Linked DNA regions of Columba livia: region 1 is linked to region 2. Evidence: chromatin contacts called from public Hi-C data. All regions are on one chromosome and are shown on one strand. Each heading gives the region's core, a stretch centred on a gene start, on an enhancer-like site or on the middle of the called end of the contact. The rest is flanking DNA. Distances are from core to core; before and after follow the strand shown.

What was found. A called contact is a pair of places that touch in the nucleus more often than the background predicts.
Region 1: a contact with region 2 is called in a Hi-C map of crop, with 2.1 times the contacts expected there. The contact joins the promoter of VMA21 here to the promoter of RADX in region 2. A contact is called at or near these places in 2 of 2 Hi-C or Micro-C datasets (crop and liver).

What each region holds. Positions count from the first base shown.
Region 1 is chr12:10,283,051-10,286,015 of bColLiv1.pat.W.v2, reverse strand. It overlaps VMA21 (vacuolar ATPase assembly factor VMA21), which reads left to right and starts at 1,539. Exons shown (of 3, transcript XM_065077836.1): 1 at 1,539-1,710. The coding sequence starts at 1,574.
Region 2 is chr12:10,058,656-10,061,509 of bColLiv1.pat.W.v2, reverse strand. It overlaps RADX (RPA1 related single stranded DNA binding protein, X-linked), which reads right to left and starts at 1,458. Exons shown (of 15, transcript XM_065077823.1): 1 at 768-1,458. The coding sequence starts at 1,308. It overlaps LOC110357437 (a long non-coding RNA gene), which reads left to right and starts at 1,085. Exons shown (of 4, transcript XR_010475677.1): 1 at 1,085-1,294.

The DNA.
Region 1 (2,965 bases), core at 290-2,789, 220 kb before region 2:
TAAAAATTAATGACTTGGGCTGCTAAGCCTTGAGTGACATGCTGATTTCTAATGATTGATACGCATCTTTATGGTAAGTTTACATGATGTGAGACTTATTCCACTCTTATGTTTCCTTGTTTTGTTATTACATTGTCTTATATCATCGCTTTTCCCACTGGGGAAACAAACACGAAAGTCAAACCAGAAGTGGAAAAAACAGAATGTATTTAGTGATTAAATGTTCACTGCACCTACACTGATATTTTTCAGTCATCTGATTTATATCTTAACTATGCACTATTTTTTTTTTGCCAAATTACTTTTGCTGACTGAGTAATCTATAAATAAACAAAACCTGCTAACACATTTGGGTTGGATTTTGTGAGTGGCTTGCTGGAGTTTAATTAGATGTTTTTAAGAACTAGTTTGAAGTTTTAAGTTCATGTTAGCCAGCAAACCCTCCTTCCATCCCCATCCAACTAGGTATGCACTACAATGCACCCCCCAAGTCCACACCAGTCCCCTTCTGCACCCCTCATGCAAATTGTCTCTCTTGCTGGCTCAGGCAGCCGTGGAATCAAGTAAGAGGAGGGCTATCATGTTTCAAAGAGCATAAAATCAGTTGGTTTATAGTGCAAGTGTGACCACAAGAGCCAGACCTTCCTCTCTAAGCACCGTTACAGCCTCAACTGTGCTGCTGCTTAACAAACAGGGGGGAGGCTGAGCTATGTTCATTGCCAAAAAAATCCCAGACTTCTAAAAAAATTCACCTGCTCGTATATACTGGAGAAAACATAGTAAAAGCCCTCACTATTCACAATCATGGTTTTACTGCAAAGTGGCAAATATGTTATTGGTGTGGTATATCTGATTCAACTAAACGGCTTCCAGAGCTATTGTCAGGAAGCTGGCAATGCTTTGGGCTCCCGCTAGGTGTTCATTGAGTATAAACCACTAATTGCCCTGCAAATGGGGCTGACAGCATAGCACAGAGGTTGTGACACTCTGGTCTTCTGTTGGAAAGCGGGGTTCAAGTAGATCCCTTGGTGAGTATTTAAGCAGAGCTTCAACGGGAGGATGAATTCATGGCTTAAACAAAGTGACGTCTTGGAAATCCCCAGTCTCAGCCAGGCTGTGGGAAAGTGAAATCTGCCCAGCTCCTTGGTCTCCCATTTGCAGCACCTATTAGTTATGTTGGGGACTGTTTCTTTCGGATTTCAACCCAAAGTTCCATCTTTGGCTGGGAAAGGAATTTTTATTAACTTTAGTGCCAGAAGAGCAGAAAACTTGTGAGAGAACAAACAACAGAGCAACTTTTGGTTGCCCTTTAGAGGATACTGTAGCCCTTGACAGCGTTTTTTCATTTATTGTGTTTTGTACTGGGGAGTTTACCAAAACATCTCAATGATGGTTTGTTTTTTTGCGTTCTTTTTGGCACCGAGGAAACTGCCATTCGCTGGAAAGCACTGACCTCCACCATGCAAGCGTTGCTGTGCTCGGCTGTACAACACTGCCCCGGCGCACCACACACCCGGGCCCGCCACAGCCCCGCGGTTGCCATGGAGACGGCGGCGCGCGGCCCGCCCTGCGCATGCGCCCGCCCCTCCGTGCGTCACGTGTGGCGCTGTCCCTCCCCCGGAAGCGGCTATGCGCGGGGAGCGCTGCGGCGGCCATGGAGCGCTACGAGACGGGGAAGCTGAGCGCGGCCCCGGTGTCCGACTTCAGGCCGTGAGTCCTGGGGAGGGCAGAGGAAGGGCCTGGCGGAGAAAGGGACGGGCACCCCTGCGAGACGGCAGGGCCCGGCGGCAGGCCGCAACCTGTCTGGGTGTCTGCGGCGCCGTGGCGGGTGGGATCGCTGCCGGTAGCACAGGCCGGGGAGTGCAGGGGCTGCGGGAACGGTGTGTACCCGGGGAACAGTGTCTTCCCGTCCTGGGCACTTGGCGGGCAGGAGAAGCGGTAGCTCGGGCAGCAGGAGCGGGTGGTGGAGGCCCTGGGGTTGCCTTGGCCGAGCTACATAACCGCGGGCAACCCCACGGCTGAGGCTGAGGGCTGGTCTGCAGGTCAAAGCTCCGTGTTAGGGCTGAGGTTATACACGGATGTTTGTTTGGGGTGGGTTTTTGTTTGTTTGTTTCCGGAGGGAAGTGATGCAAGTGTGTCAGTGTAAGAAAAGTTTTTGTCAACAGTGGAGATTTAGTTTTGTTAATAAGCTGGAGATCATCCTGTTCTTCTGTGGATGTTAGATAGCGAATAGTTTCTAATTTCCATGAAGAAAATTTGGGATTATAGAATCATAGAATTATTTCTGTTGGAAGAGACCCTCAAGATGGAGTACAACCATAACCTAACTCTGGCACTAACCCATGTCCCTAAGAACCTCATCTAAATGTCTTTTAACCCCCCCCAGGGATGGTGACTCCACCACTGCCCTGGGCAGCCTGTTCCAATGCCTGTCAGCCCTTTCCATCAATATTTTTTTCCTAATATCCAAGCTCAACCTCCCCTGGCACAGCTTGAGGCCATTTCCTCTTGTCCTATCACTTGCTACTCAGGAGATCAGCCACCTCCATGCTTTCCTCCCCAACAGACGTTGAGACAAACTCTAGTAAAGGAAAAGATTCTGTGTGTCTCTTTTTTAAGGTATATGCTACCTTGTATGTATGGCAATACATGATCAGCACCATCATATGACAAGTGCGGGTGTATCTAATATTAGATATTTAATAAGTATGTAATAATACACTGATAAGCATATTCATGTAAAACCCCTATGTTGCTGATTTTTGCAAAACAATAACAGGGAAAAATAGAGTTTTCAATCTTGTTTGTGAGTTTTGAATGGCAGAATCATTACATGGTTTTGAACTTATCTGTTGTAGCCAACAAATGCATATTCAAAGTCTTTGTTGCTTCTAAATGATACGCATACTCAATTCTTGATGAGTAATTGGTTTCTGCTTGGGACGAGTTCTTGTCCTCTTTTAGG
Region 2 (2,854 bases), core at 209-2,708:
GAATCATAGCATCATTTCAGCTGGAAGAGACCCTCGGGATCGAGTCGAACCGTGACCTAACCTAACTCTAGCACTAACCCATGTCCCTGAGAACCTCGTCTAAACGCCTTATAAACCCCTCCAGGGATGGTGACTCCACCACTGGCCTGGGCAGCCTGTTCCAATGCCTGTCAGCACTTTCTGTGAAGATTTTTTTTCCCAATATCCAATCTGAATCTCCCCCGGTACAACTCTTCTCAAAGTAACATAAACAAGCAAGCTGTGATACTTATGGCATGTTCACACTGGTGCCCAACACAACCAGAGGGTCAATCCTGAGCAGGCCTGGCCCAGCTCCACCAGCAATGCAACCAGCCGTGCCTGTTCGCCTCTGTGGGCGCCCCTGGACAGCTTCGGCAGCGTAGGCCTCCCTAGGACTGCCTCTGGGCCAGTATCCACCTCCAGAATCACAGAGTGTCAAGGATTGGAAAGGCCCTTGAAAGATCATCCAGCCCAATCCCCCCAACGGAGCAGGAACACTTAGATGAGGTTACACAGGAAGGTGGCCAGGTGGGTTTGAATGTCTCCAGAGGAGAATCCACAACCTCCCTGTTCCAGTGTTCTGTCACCCTGAGAAAAAGTTTCTTCTCATATTTAAGTGGAACCTCCTGTATTCCAGTTTGTATCCACTGCTCCTCGTCCCACCACTGATCGTCACCAAGAAGAGCCTGGCTCCATCCTCCTGATACTCCATCCCATTCCTTTCCAGCCACCTCCCGTCCGCTTACCATCGACGTTCACCTGCGCCTGGGGCTTGTCTGCCACCCACACGTCTCCGTAGGGATCCTCGTTGTTCCATAGCGGCAGGTAGTGCTGCTTCTCCCCGCGGAGGGGCGGCGGGCGGCGGCGGGGCGGGGCGGCGGTGAGTCCGCTGCCCCCCACCGTCTCCAGCTCCTCCAGGCACAGGAACCCGTAGTTGAGCCGCTTCTCGTCGTACAGGTACGAGCAGCGCCTGAGGCGCAGGCGCGCGCCGGCGCGCAGGTGCGCGCGCTCCACCAGGCCGTTGAGGCGCGGCGCGAGGTAGCAGCGCTCCTGCCGCGCGCCGTCCGCCAGCGTCACGTCGTACCAGTACTGCGGGGCGGCGGGGGCCTGGGCCTGGTACCGCTCCACCGCCACCACCGTGAGCGGCGGCGGCTCCGCGGGGGCCAGGCTCAGCTGGGAGGAGCCCCGCACTTCCTCAAAGACCCTCTGCAGCCAGGAGACCCCGCCGCCGCTCGCCGGCGCCCCCCGCCTCTCCTCGGCGCCGCGTTCCGGGGTAGGGTCCTGCATGACAGCTTCCTCGCGGCCCCTCCCCCCGCGCCGTCCGGGGCAAACGCCGGGGCCCGGGCCGCCGCTGGGGCGGGGGAGGGCGGTGGGAGACGGCGGCCGCGGCCTCGGCCTCCTGCTGTCACAGGCTGAGCCGGGACGCCGCCATGGCGCGCGCGGGGGCGGAGCTGGTGCGCGCGCGCGCCGCTTTCCATTCAAAGCTGCCAACGGTCGCGGAGGGGGAGGGGTGAAGGCCGGGCCGGAGGAATCGTTGCCGGGGCGGCGCGCAAGACGCTTGACAGAAAGGCGGTGGCAGCCGGGAGAGCCCGGCGGGGGCGGGCGTGTGAAGGAGGAAGCGGTGGGAGGAGCAGCCGCGGGGCCGCCGGTGAGAAATACCCGGGTAGCGGCAGGGAGGCGGGAGTTTCGAGGCGCTGGGCTGACGCTGCTCGGTTGTTGGAGAGCGAGCCCGGGGGCTACGGCAGGGCCGGGCCACTGGTGCGTCTGCTCCGTGTTGTACTGCCGGTGTCCCGGTCTCCGGAACGGCAAGGGGGCTTCTCATTCCCTTCAGCCCCCGAGGGACCTTTTGCCGCACCTGTTCCTGATTTTGTTTTAATGAGTATTATGCACGCAGTTAAATTATTGTTTCTACCTCAAGATAAACTTATTTTGGTTGAAAGAGACCCTCAGAGTCATCGAGTCCAACCATAGCTTAACCTAACTCTAGCACTAACCCATGTCCCTAAGAACCTCATCTAAATGCTTTTTAAACCCCGTCAGGGATGGTGACTCCACCGCTGCCCTGGGCAGCCTGTTCCAGTGCCTGACAATTGCCTGACAATTCTGTCCTAACATCCCATCCAGATCAGGTAGCCTTTGGAGATCCAGAAGACCAAAGTGGGGCTGCAGCTTGGGCAGAGCTGTTCCATGCACGAGGCCAGATGCAGTTCTCCCAGTTGAGAATGGTTGTATTCCTGGTCTACTCTCTTTGCCACTGTGGAGTATTTGCCTTAGGGAAACTGGAAAACCTGTTTTTTGAACCATTTGAAACAGTCTGAAAAACTGCAAGAGGGTATAAAAGCCAAGCCTTTTCTGGTCTTTAGACTGCCCTAGGAATGCTATGAGTTTATGGATTTTATGTAACAGAGGACTCCTTAGGGAGAAAATTTAAATCAGTCATTCCTGATGTTTGTGTTGGAGCTAAGGTATTGAGTAAAACTTCAATGTGGTGTATTCCCCACCCCCCCCCAGTGAATACATGATCTGTTGTGTGGACTGATACAAACAATATTTATGATTTAAAAAGCAAACATGACTCAAACACCTTTTTATTGAGGTTGCACAGGATGTGATTTCACATCACACATAAGCCTTACCTAGAGAGCTGTGGTGTAGACTTTTTCCAGCTATTAAACGAATTTGTAGGTATAATGAGGAACTCTGTATACTGTTCACAGCTTCTTTCCACTTTTGTCTGTGCTTGTGATATGACTTGCAGAAGAAAGGTGTTTTATTTATATCAGAGGTAATGGTTACATGTACATCTATTGTCAGGATTTGATATTATTGTAAG